2 separate regions of the Oryctolagus cuniculus genome follow, and region 1 is linked to region 2. The links are chromatin contacts, called in public Micro-C maps. All regions are on one chromosome and are shown on one strand. Each heading gives the region's core, a stretch centred on a gene start, on an enhancer-like site or on the middle of the called end of the contact. The rest is flanking DNA. Distances are from core to core; before and after follow the strand shown. Region 1 holds the start of ANKUB1 (ankyrin repeat and ubiquitin domain containing 1). Region 2 holds the start of TSC22D2 (TSC22 domain family member 2).

Evidence for each region. Hi-C and Micro-C count contacts between places; a contact is called where the count stands out from the background.
Region 1: a Micro-C map of ear pinna shows a contact between it and region 2, with 8 times the contacts expected there. The contact joins the promoter of ANKUB1 here to the promoter of TSC22D2 in region 2. A contact is called at or near these places in 2 of 6 Hi-C or Micro-C datasets (ear pinna and psoas muscle).

Annotation. Positions count from the first base shown.
Region 1 is chr4:131,642,955-131,649,515 of mOryCun1.1, forward strand. It overlaps ANKUB1 (ankyrin repeat and ubiquitin domain containing 1), which reads left to right and starts at 2,189. Exons shown (of 7, transcript XM_070072667.1): 1 at 2,189-2,602. All of the region lies in intron 1 of RNF13 (ring finger protein 13), which reads right to left.
Region 2 is chr4:130,966,969-130,973,329 of mOryCun1.1, forward strand. It overlaps TSC22D2 (TSC22 domain family member 2), which reads right to left and starts at 4,349. Exons shown (of 5, transcript XR_011388135.1): 1 at 1,273-4,349.

The sequences.
Region 1 (6,561 bases), core at 939-3,438, 670 kb after region 2:
GGCACCCAAGTGGAGGACCCGGTAGAAGCTCCTGGTTCCTGGCTTCGGATAGGTGCAGCTCCGGCCGTTGCGGCCTTCTGGAGAGTGAACCAGCGGATGGAAGTCCTCTCTCTCTCTCTCTCTCTCTCTCTAACTCTTTCAAGTAAATAAAAATAAATCTTTAAAAAATAAAAAAGCATCCTAATCCCCAAAAACAGTATGAGAAAGTAGTTAAGAAAACTGAGGAGGAGTTTTCCCAAGGTCACCAACAAGAAAGAATCCAGATAGTCCCTCTAGTACTCCACATTCAGGCTTTATATAGTCAAGATACCTGGGTTCAAATTCTTGTTACTACACCTGCGTGAACTCGGCAGGTTATATATCAATGATGACTGAGTTTCTCCATCTATACAAAAGAGGCAGTTGTACCACCTACCACATTGATGACTGTGAGGATTGTGTGAGATAATGAGAAGTGCTTAGAACTATATCTGGCCCATGGTAAGGAATCAATATTAACTGCTATTACTGCTCTTTGTTGTTTACATGCTATAATCATAAACTTTGATAATATCAATTGTATTATATATTCAGTTTCCAAATCAATTTTACAATGTAAAGGCTTAATACTATAATTTATACATGCTTAATAAATATATGTAAAAGACATGAATTTTTAAACAATGTTCCACCATGTTTTCTTGAAAGGAATTCACTTGTATACTAATTCTGTTTCCTCTTTTGAGAAAATCAACAATGCTTAGCAACCTTCTTCTCCTTTTCATGTCATATCAGACTACCATATACAATGCCATAGAGTAGTTACATGCCAAATGGAACAAAACACTATTTTGATTCAAATTCATTCTGCCTTCTGCCAAATATTATTAATTCCCAGATTTTAAAAGTTCTGAACCATACTTTCTATTTTAAAGTCAAACATTTTTAAGTAGCATCCGTATGAAGTAAACATACCATATTTGACCAAGCCAAATCATTTCATATATCTTAATGGCAAAACCTATAAAACATTAGATGTATTTCTATCCAACTTAACTCAAAGCCAGATCCTACCAACAGATCCCTAATCCTACCTTCACTTTGCTAAAAATTAGGGCCTGAAAAACCTGTGATAAATCTATGTTATCCTGGGATGCAAAAAATATCAGGGTAAGGGAACCGAATGTTAGCAACAATTTAGATCCCTCCAAAATGTATGGAAGAAACGTGCTTTAACCAAGGGTGGATGAGCACTACTACCCCAACCCTTCAATATTAAACCTCTCCAACCAAGACTTTGTTCACATGATTTTCATTACACTTGAAGACCAAGACACCAAGTTGGCTGAATTCAACGAAGGCAGAGGTTAAAAAAAAAAAAAAAAAGGTAACAAAAACAGTTGTCATTCCTTACAGAAAGAAATTAACTGTGCTTCTATCCAGCTGTTTCAAAAACAAATAAGCAAAAAAAAACTTTTGAGGCTTAACCATGTAAACAAATATGTTTTATTTCATTTAATTCTCACAGCAACTCTTTCCTTTTTTATGGATAACGTTACAGAACTTGCAAGTAGCAGGAGCTGAATTCCAATCAGCTTCCCACATGTGGGCTTCAGCAGTATTTTGAAACACTTGTGTCTGTCATAATCCACAATAACACACTTTACATCTTCTTGGATGCACACACATTAAGAAAAAAGAAAAATAGAAACACAAGCTACAAGAACTACTTTGTCTTACTCCACACAATGTCCTCAGATATTCTTTCTTCCCTTCTCTCCTTTTAATGCTCATATCAAGCCACTAAATTGATTCCAAAATCCATTAACGAATCCCTCTGGGCCCTGCACTAGAGCATAGCGCTGCACTTCTTATCTCCTGTTTAAAGCTGTTTTTAACTCCTACCACAGGCCAGTTTTGTTACTTTGAAATGGAGTTAATCCCACGGATCCATTAAAAAGTGCCCTTAAATAGAGTGGACCCGTGAAGCCCGTTCCCTGGGTCTTGATCTGTTTCTCTACTGGAACTCTCCCGAGGCACACCCACCTTACTTATTTAGATTGTATCAAAACTGCAGATGTTCTCCCTGGAGAATGTCTTAATTTTCACTGTTCCTGCCGCCTCGGTGACCAATAGGAAGGGGCCGGGCAGGTTTAGGACAACAACGTGAGCAGCTGCCCACGGTGCTGAAACGGATCACAAAGGATCCTTTTGGAAATTTACTATTGCCAGATTAGGACAAAACAAAGGAGTTCAGCCAAGGCGCAGCGGCGGCCCCCGAAGCTGCGTGAGTGGCTCTGGGATGCTCCGGCTGGGCCTCAGGTCGGCCCTCTGCCTCTCTGGGGCAGAGTTCTTTCATTAGAGCACGTCAGCTCAGCGAGCGTGCTGGCACAGCCGCCGGCTTCCAGAGGGCAGGGACCGGGGCCAGGCCCCGGCAGTCACGTCCCAACCTGCAATCTGAGCGCCCGGGCACAGAAAAGGGGGTCCGTGGGAGAGAGCAAGCAAGCGCCGGCCCGCCTTTTCTCCCCGAAGACCTACACAGCCCCCGCAACGCAAGTCAAGCGATTTCGCCCGAGGACTCTGCGGCAAGAGCTTGACCCAGAGAAGCCTTCCGGAAGGGAAGGTGAGGAGCTTTTAAAATGGATCACCCAACAACTTCGGGCACAAATTCGCGGGGTGGGAGTGCAGCGGAGACTCAGTCCTTCCAGGGCCAAGCTTTTAAAATTTCTTAAAAAAAAAAAAAAAAATTCCCCCGCGGCCAGCTCGAGAGGAGCTGCGAACACCCCAGCAGCGAGGCCAACTCAGAGCTCCAGGGGCAAAGAGGGGGTGTGTTCTCCGGGCCAGGCCCGCGAGGGACCACCGCCGCCCTGCCGCCGCGGAGCCGGACAGGCTCTTACCTGGAAGCCCGGCCCCCGGAACACTGTCAGGCTCGCCCGCCGCGTCGCTACGGGAGATGTCCCTACCCCGACTTCATGACTGAACATCCGCGCCGACCCCCACCGCCCGGAGTCGGAGTGGGGACGACAACAGCGAGGCGAGGCGGAAGTCCCGCCCCACGCGCCTCACTGGCCCGCACCCGGACACCGAAACGAGCCATTGGGCCGTGGGGTTGCCTGTTAAGGCTCCTTCCCACTCTCACGCTGGGTCTCGGCGCTTGCTCCTGCCCAGCTCGGAGAAATGCCCAGTTCGCTAGTCTCGTTCTTGGCCGCGTGATCGGTCTTCCCTGGAAGGGAAGAGCAGGGTGGGGCGGGCTTCTAGGGGGTTAGACCGCGGTTGAAGAAACTGCTCCTGACAGGGGAGGGAACTTGCTGGCAGAGAGGACTGAGTCGGGGCGCCTGCACCCCGGCCATTTGCCCCCACCTCCACCCCGCAGCCGAGGCCCGGAGGTCGGCAGAGCGCTGGACCCAGCGTCCGGCTCCAGCTATTGGGCCAAAGTACCCCGAGCCCCTGGGCGGGCCTGGCTGGAGCGCAGACGCGTCTCTTCCCAGCGCCGCACTCACCCGGCTGGCTAAGGAGACGAGCGCGAGGCCTCATCCCCTCTACACCAGTTCGCGGCAGAGATCGGGGTGGGTGGGACCGAGACCAGGTCCCCGTGTTAGAGGTGCGAGCTGCCCGAGGTCTGAGCACGAGTCCCGAGTTCTGGCCCGGAGCCGCGCTGACATCAACACTGTGGGCCTGACACGTGCCATCCCCGGGGCTCAGCAAAAGCCAGACCGTGTGATTCATTCCCTCCTGGGTCAGCCTTTTTCAAACCCTGCCTCCTTTTCACGAACCCCAAACCTCGTCCCCTACCGCCCTCCCGATAAGCACCCTCCCCTTCCTGGCTGCCCCAATCTTAAACCTCAGAATTTCAGTTAGCGGTGGACTGTGCACTGATGAACCGGTGCCCCCCGACTCAGCACTTTAAAAAGGCCGTGTGGCTTAGCGCAAAGGCTGCGGAGTCCTGAACTCGAATGTCAGGAGACAGATTCAGGTCCTACATCTGCTTCGAAGTAATAAGGCGCCCTTTTAAAAACAGGCCTTCACAGACTTCACTTCCTTCAACATCTTTTAAAAGGCAAGAGTCTTTAGGATACCATTGCAAGTAACTTGTAATTTTGCTTCCAGAGTATTGAGTAGCTGGGACACAGGAATGAGAGAAAAACTCCCTACCGTGTATCCTTTTGTGCCTTTTAAATTTTGAACCTATTCAAAATTTAAATATCATACAAGAAATGTCAAGATCAAATTTTTAAAAATAAAGGCCACCAAAGATACTTTTATCTTCTATAAAGTTTTCATTGGTCATGAAGACACTGAATACTTATAACACATAATCCTGCCCTTAAGAAAGTCCTAAGTAAAAATCAGGATTGGGATTATTACCATAAAAGCTGGTGTGATTAGGTTAAACATATTTACAATGGCTCTACAAACTTTTTTTAAAAAACTTTATTTATGTATTATTTGAAAGGCAGAGCTACAGAGAGGCAGAGGCAGAGAAAGAGAGAGAGGTCTTCCCTCCACTGTTTCACTGCTTCACTCCCCAAATGGCCACAAGGGGCGGAGCTGGGAAGATCAGAAGCCAGGAGCCAGAAGCTTCTTACAGGTCTACCACTCTGGTGCAGCACCCAAGGACTTGAGCCATCTTCCACTGCTTTCCCAGGCCACAGCCCAGAGCTGGACCGGAAGTGGAGCAGCCGGCTCCACTTCCTGGGAATGCAGGATGCCAGTGAGGCAAATGGCGGCTTCATCAGCTATGCACAGCGCTGGCCCCTCTTTAAGTACTTTGTCATTAAATTATCTGAAATTGGTTCTATATTAATTGGGAGATTTCTTGCATGACATAGAAAAGTACTATAGACAAAGAGAAATAGAGTTTTATTAATTCCTTAAATAAAGGTACTTTCAGTACAAACAGTTTACTTCTAGCTTTATTCTGCTCTTCAGATCATAATAAATATAGTCCTCTCAATTATGAACAAGGTAACTGTGTGGTTCGTGGAACATTCAGGCAGACTAATTTTGGTTCACCCTGCAGAAACATGTATTATCCTAACTTGTGTAAAAAATAGATCAAAAAATACTAATTTTTTAAATTAGAACAATAGACAGATACAATTTTCAATAACATGAAGGGTTAACAGAACACATGATACTAATATGCCACAAATAATCTCCTTATAAAAATAAATGAAAGGAAATTAGCTTCTAGGGCTTTGTATCTGACACTTTTTTAAAAAAAAAAAACTCATTTCATAAAGTACCAGAATAAAGGTAAATATAATTACAGAATTTCCTGCTTCCACAATATTTTAAGACAGTAATCACCACCACCACAGATATCCAGTTAGCCAATTTCTTAAATTGTTTAGAAGCAATTGTCTGTAAATACCAAAAAGTCTTTTAAGAAATAGGATCCATCAGAAACTTTAAATGATTTTAGATATTACTACATTTAGAATCAAGAAAAACATAATTTTAGAATCAGATGAAAAAGCCATATTTGTTTTAAAAACAAAAAATTATCTCTGCGATAAAAGAAATATAATTCATAATCTATATATATATGCATAGTAAACAAATTTGAAAAAGTACCAAATAGAAATTCTAAAAATTGCTTCAGGGAATTTCTGGCCACAAATTGGGAAAGACTTCTGTTTCTTTGCCAAGTTCCAAATTAATGAATAGGTTCATTTTGTAAGCTAGTAATGAAAAGTCCAGAATACAGGGAAACAGGAAAGAGTCTGAAGGGTTTTTCAACAAGATTCATGTTTAAGGAATTTAGAAATATCATACAAAAAATAATCTATATTAGGTTAAATGGCTTTAAAATGGATCTATTCAATTGAGATGAGTTGCTTGCCTCTCCTACGTGCAAGATGGTTAACATGCAATTTCAACTTTGCCTTTATTTGGGGCCTCTTTCTCTATTTGCCAACAAAGATATCATAAAATAAGCATGCATAATATCATGTAAAATAATGTAATACAAAAATGGAAGAACTCACATGAGTGTGAATTGATACAATCACTTTGGGAAACAATTTGACATAATTTAGGAGGGCTGAAAATCAAAACTGTGTATTACAGCAATTAATTTCAAGAAACATACCTTAAAACACACACACAAAATAAATTCATATCTTGGCCAAATACGTGAAAAACAAAGATCAGTAATGAAATTTAAAGTAGATAAAAGCTGAAGTTCTTAGAAAGAAAAGATAAAATACTTCAATGACAGCTGGCTTCTCGATAGCAACGACAAAAATGGAATTAATAAAACTATCTTTAAATGCTAAAATAAAATAATTGAGATTTTCAATTTAGAATTATATGCCTCATTAAGCTATCATTTAAAAGTGAGGGCAAAGTAAAGATTTTCAGAGAAAATCATTATTTACCACTAACAGACTTCTATTGAAAAATCTTATAGAGTATCTTCAGGAAGATGAAAAGTGAATCCAGAAAAAAATAAAGGGGGTGAGATGCAAGAAAGCATAGAGAGCAGAAAATTTGAGCACAATTTCCAAACCAATAGACATGAAAGGGAATAAAGGAAGCATAATTACTCAACAGAAGGCAGGGAAGAAAAGATGGAAG
Region 2 (6,361 bases), core at 3,099-5,598:
CTCACTTATGGACATGTGGTACTCTCTAAGAGTCTCAAATGGAAGAAACACTCACCACAAGCAAGTCACCTACAAAAAAAGATGAACTCTGAATTACAAAAAGAGAGAAGATGAATGAATTTCAGTGAGCATTTTTCAAACCAACAGACATATATAACAAAAATACAAGGCTAATTAGAAATGGGAAGTCAAGAAAAGTACATGAAAGAACTCAAGAAACATAGATAGAAAAGACGTTAACATCTCAGTGTATTTTTACATACCAATTTTGTTAGAAATCTATAAACCAGTTTTGATATTTTAACACACCTAAAATTAATTTTTCTTTAAAAACCCCAGCTACTAAATGCCTAACTTGTGAAGCACCTGAAACATGAAACATTTTTTGCAATTTTAAATTGTGCTATCAAGTCAGCTTTTAAAATTTTACTTTGTCAAATTTCAAGACACTAACAATCCTTATTAAATCACAACCAAACATCAACTGTTGTAGAACTGGTGTAGCAATACACCAATTTTCACATTAAAAAAGCACCTCTTAAATAGAGGGAGCCAATAATTATCATTTACACTTTTATTAGAAAATAACTCTTATTTTCAAGAACTACAGCTTTTACTATTGTTGAAGGCTCTAATACCTTCCTCTCCAACTGTAAAAAGATTAATGGACTGTAAGAGCATCTTACATTTTGCCTAAACAAAAACTATCTCGGAGAAGCCTCACAACCTTCTATCCCCTTTTATTGAAAGGCTGAACTAAGTAGGAATCTTCAAATCCAGATCTGACACTCTTCTCTCTCTCCAGCTTTTCCAGATGCACTGTGGGGAATTCCTCACATAGATTTCTTTTAGAAATCTAGAATCATGAGAGGGTCTTCTGGTTTTCCAAAACGGAAAATTTGTAAATAATTTTATGTGTCAGTTTCAAAACTCACACCGACAAAACTGCCAGGAAGTGTTCAAGTGTGACTGGTATCTAAGAAAGGGGCAATCCTCTGGCAGCATACTGGCTACTGCCTTCAATTTGTGAGGGTTAAGCTAAACTCCATTTGTTGAATAAACGCTGCATCCCTACTCATTTTAATAACTTCAAACAGCTGTGATGAGACCAATACCTTCACTACTCACTTTTACATCAGCAGTCAATTTTTACTAAACACAAAGCAAATTTTAAAAGCCCCAGTGCACAAAGAACTCTCCCGAAGCTGCATCCTAAGCTACAATGTCTGGCCAAGTGTTCTTATGAAACATTTAAAATAAAGATTTCCATACCTGTCTTCATCACCATCAACAGGAATAGCTATGCTGAATACAGAGGTGGCGAGACTGTTCATAGGTGTTAACTGAAGGGGGTTTGCCAGGGCATCTGCAACAGGAGGCTTCACAACAGGCTTACTGTCAGCAGTGAGAGAAGGTGGTGGTTGAGGTAGGGGTTCTGATTTTCTTCTAGTATCGTCAACTTGCCCGACTAAAGGTTGGGCTTGAGTCTGAAACTGGCTTAAGTCAGACTGCGGTAGACTCGTTGGTGCACTGTGTGTGCCTGGCGCTAAGGGCAGCCCGACGTGCTGGATTATGCTGCTGCTCCTGCTGACTGGCGTATGGCTGCTCAGCTGCTGCGACTGGGCCAGAGGCGCGGGTACATTTGGCATAGTAACAGAAGTGGTAGACACACTAGGCACGCTTGGGGCGGGCACGGCTGCAGGCACGTTTGGAACTCCGGGCACCACGGCGTGAGGGCCACCAGGCAGGGCTGACAGCTGACCACTGCCACCCATCTGCGGCGGAGGCACGGACTGGGGCTGCCCAGCCCCTGTAGGCCCCATGCCTGGTTGCACCACGCCTCCCAGAGCAGCCGGGGGCACTCCGGCCGGCTGACAAGGCGCTGCCTGCCCGCCCTGCGCAGGTCCCGGCCCTAAGGCCAGAGCTTCACTCGGCTGGGAAGACGCGCCCAAGATCTGCGCGCCCACTGAGGCGGCGCTCTGGCTGGTGCCCACGGCAAAGCTGGCCGCCGCGGCGGGGCTCGCTCCCACGCCGGCGTTCGAAGGCTGCGCGGGGCTTGGCGGCTGCAGGCCGGCCACGTGCTGTTGCAGGTACTCACTTTGGCCAGAGGGCTGGACCGGCAGCAAATGCCCAGGCGCTATCTGAGGCTGGGGGTACGCGAACTGTTGGGGCTGCTGCGGGGCTGTAGCGCCGACCGCCGGGACCGGCTGGGGAGGCAGAGACACCGCCGACTGCGCCTGGGCTACTACATTCGTTGGCGGCAGACTCTGCCCACCCGGCCCCGGAGGGGCGCCGCTGGGCCCGATTCCCTGGGGCTGGCCTGGCTGCGCGGCTGCTATCATTGGCTGCGGCCCGGCAGCGACTCCTGCAAACGGCGGCAGCGGAGCCGAGCTCTGAGCCACAGCCCCACCTACGGGCGGCGGCGGCTGTGGCTGCCCAACGCTAAAACTCTGCGGCTGGGCCGGAGTGGGCTGGCTCATTTTCTCCGACGGGGGTAGCTGTGACACAGCAGACAAGGAGCTGTCAGTTCCAGAGTCGGGCCCGTGCGCCCCCTGCATGGAGGCCACCACCACCACCACCGACCCTCCGGTGGCGCCCAGGCCACTGTCCCGCTCCGCAGTTTGATCAAAAGTATTGCTGTGTCTAATGCAATCCCCAGACCTGGTCAGGACACTGCTGTCGGAATCCCGCTCATAGTATTCCATACACGTCCATCGGCCGCGGCGATAGGGCTCTCCGCTCCCGTGGTCCAGCTTGATCACGCGAAATCGGGAACTGCAAGTGGCGGGCGGCTGAGCCGGGGCTGCGGGCCCCGGCCCGGCAGACGGGCCCGCCGCCGGGGGGCCTCCGGGTGCTCCTGAGGCGGGGGCCGTCGCCGCCAGGGTGCTGGCGAGAGCCCCAGCGACGCTCCGGGCCGACACGGCTCCTCCTCCGTTGGCAGGAGCGGCCGCCGCGGCTGCCAGCTGCCCATCCAGGAGGAGGTTTGGGGAGACGGTCCCGGGAGTCTCGGCATCCCCAACATTGTTGAGGGTCTCTTCGGAGGAGCTGCGCTCGCAGACCTCCTCAGGCCCGTAATCTGTGGCCCGGGAAACGTCGAATATCTCGGAGGAGACGTCCTCTGTGCGCGACTCGTCCGGGTCGTCCAGGCTCTCGGTGTCCTCGGTGATGCTACTGGCCACCTGGGCCGTGGTGACACTGGTGATCTGGAAGCAGCTCTTCTTCTTGGCCGGCATCTTGGACATGGTGAGGAAGGCTGGAGGACACACGGGCACGCCGGCTCCTCGGGGATCCTGCCGGAAACGGCGAAGGGCAGCGCACAAGGGGGCCCCCAAAGACAAAGTCCGAGTCCGCGCTGGGGTGGGCGGCCCGCAGCTGAGGAGTCACGGGCTGATGCGGGCGCCGGACGCTCGCTCAGACATCCTCCTGCCCGCTGCCTTGTCGGGGTCGATCTCCGCGGCTCGGCCCCCCGGTCGCACTCGTGCGGCGGCGCCTCAATTCAACCCCCTCCGCCGCAGCAAGAGAGGGATCCCAGGGGCGCGCTGGCGGCTTCCTCCCTCGTCTCCGGGCCGCCGTGGGCAGTCCAGCTCGGCGCTCGGCACGGTCAGCAGGCCTGGGCTGGGGGTGGGAGTGGGAGGGCGAAGGGGAGGAGGAGGAGGAGGAGGAGGAGGAGGAGGAGGAGAAGGAGGAGGTGGTGGTGGTGGAGGAGCAGGAGGCGGCGGCGGCGGCGGCGGCGGCGTGAGGGGCGGCGCTGCCCCGCTCGGGCTCCTCAGGACGCGGCCGGCAGCAGCTCGGAGGGAAGAACGGGAGGAGTGGCGAGGCCGGAGGTTCCCGATTCAGCTGGGAGCCCGCGGGCCAGGGCTGGCTGAAGGTCTCCGGGCGGGCGGCCCTCCCTCCCCGGCTCTAGCCGGAGCTCAGCCCCAGGGACATGGTGACTGTCTTCAGGCGGAAACCCGCTCCGGGGGAAGGGAAGGCCGGCTCGGGCCTCCCCTCCCAGGGGGAGCCACCCCCGCGGGCGGCGGCGGCGGCGGCGGTCTCGGCCTCCCCTCGCGGCTCTCCGGAGAGTGAGGGGCGGCGGCGGCGGCAGACGGCTGGCCGGCGAGCGGAGGCGCTCCGACGATGGGAGGTAGCGGTGGTGGCCTCTTCGGCTCCTCCTCGGTGCTCCGGTTCGTAAATCCTGGAGAAACTGAAATTCAAACTGCTGAAGCGGCGGCTGCAGCGCCCTCCCCTCGGCCAAGATGGGGCTGAAATGGCCGCGCCAGGGATGCTGGGAGGAGCAGCAGCCCCGCTGCCGCCGCCGCTGCCGACTAAAATGCCGCCGCTGCCGCAGCTACCGCCAGCGCCGCAGCCGGCGCCGCTCCGTGACGCACCGGCGTCGTGACGTCACCGCCCCGCCCCCTCCGGTTTCCTGCAGTTTCGCGTGGAGGCTGGGGGTGGATGGGCGGAGCTAAAGGTTAAAAAAAAAGGGGAGCGGTTTCTTTCTTTAAAATATTTTTAATTTAAAATTTTCGCTGGCTCTTTAAGCGATGAAGAGCTAAAAACAGTTTTTAATTCTAAGCCGAGAGAAGCTTGCGACTTCGCTAATCTGATGTTAGTACATCGGTTTGTTCTGAGACACTGGAAGGCTGGAGGTCATGTGCTGTGTCTAATGTTTAGCAAAATCTTGGTGAAATGAGGGCGATAGCCGTGGGGACCTTGGAGGGGAGAATTAAATGGGATAAAGAGGGATACCGCGGGAGGAACCAAATCACTTAAAAAGTCTTGAAAATAAAGGTTGAGTCCTACAGTAAGAGAAGTGAAATGTTGAGAGGAATCAGGATGATTAACGAAGTAAAGCAAGCCAGATTGAGTCAGAAAAATGATCCTGCAGCCAGAAATTCTGTCTCCAACAATGGCATCAGGGGAGGGTTACTTGCCCAGGGTGAAGTCAGTTTAAAAAAAGATTAGGGGTTGCTAACATATTCCTGATTTTCCTGAATTTGCTGTGATTCCAGGCTGGCAGAGTTCATTTCAACTCTGGAGACTGTTTTCACTTTCAGCACGAAATCAGCCTAGTGACTCCACAAATGTGGAACCTACTGTATTACATAGATCTAGTTCTTTCTTTTGTTTATTCTAAAGCTGCTAGTTGGAGCCAGGGTGTTCATGGTTTTGGTTGGACCATGAACAACCGTAACAGGTCAGAAAGCACCCTTTCCTGAACTGGTGCAAAGAATAGCTGTGAAAGTGCTGGTGACTTTATCATTTTGTGGTTACTTCCCAGCAAAGGCAAATGGTAATACCATTCATTTTTCTTTAAAAAAATATTTATTTATTTGAAAAAGAAAGTTACAGAGAGAGGTAGAGGCAGAGATCTTTCATCCACTGGCTCACTTTCCAAATGCCTTCAATGGCCCAGCTGAGCCTATCCAAAGTGAGGAGCCAGGAGCTTCTTCCAGGTCTCCCACGTGGTGCAAGGGTCCAAGTCCTTGGGCCACCTCTGTTGCTTTCCAAGGCACATTAGCAGGGAGCTGGATTGGAAGTGGAGCAGCCAGGACTCAAACCGGTGCCCTTATGGGATGTTGGCGCTGCAGGCCGGGGCTTTAACCTGCTGTGCCACAGCATTGGCCCTGAAGGGCATAATTTCAAACAATTAAAAAAAGTAGGAGTAGTGGCTCTCGAACTCTGATGTACTAAAGCAAGTTATCATTTAGGTAGAATCTAAGAAGTCTTACTGGAAATCAAGATTTCCTATCTGTTGCAGCTTTAGTAATCACATCTTGATGACTTCCATAAATCAGTATGTTGTATGTCGTTTTACTCAGTTCTTAAATCTTTGAGGAGTAGACACACTTCTTATCTGAAAAGATTTTGATAATTAAAATCTATAGAGAATTTGCTATGGTCTTAATTGTAATTAATTTATAGAGAGAAGTCTTTTAACCTTAGTAGAAACCATATCCTACAAACCCAAGTGACTGAGGTCAGGATGTGAAATAAGACCCCATAATAACATCCCTGTTTCTTAAGGGGGTGGGAGAGTAAAGGAACAAAGTGTAACATTATGCTGCTGTTGTGGCAGAGAGCGCTAATGGAATGTTTCATTTCTAAATCTGTAGTTCTAGTCATTGTTAGGGACAGTTTTTCATCAATAAGTCAGATCAACAGGTTAAATATAATATGAACATACAAAAGCTTAATTTTGCATATATTTACCACATTGTTAAAAGTACTGTTGGGTGTGGAGCTTTTGGAAAAATAAATGTTGCGTGTACCATTGCATTATCTTATTATGTAACTTCTTGATTACTTGTCATAATATCCTTAAACCACACATTTAAAGGAAAAATCTTAGTTACATGTAAGACCATTTCTACATAAAGAA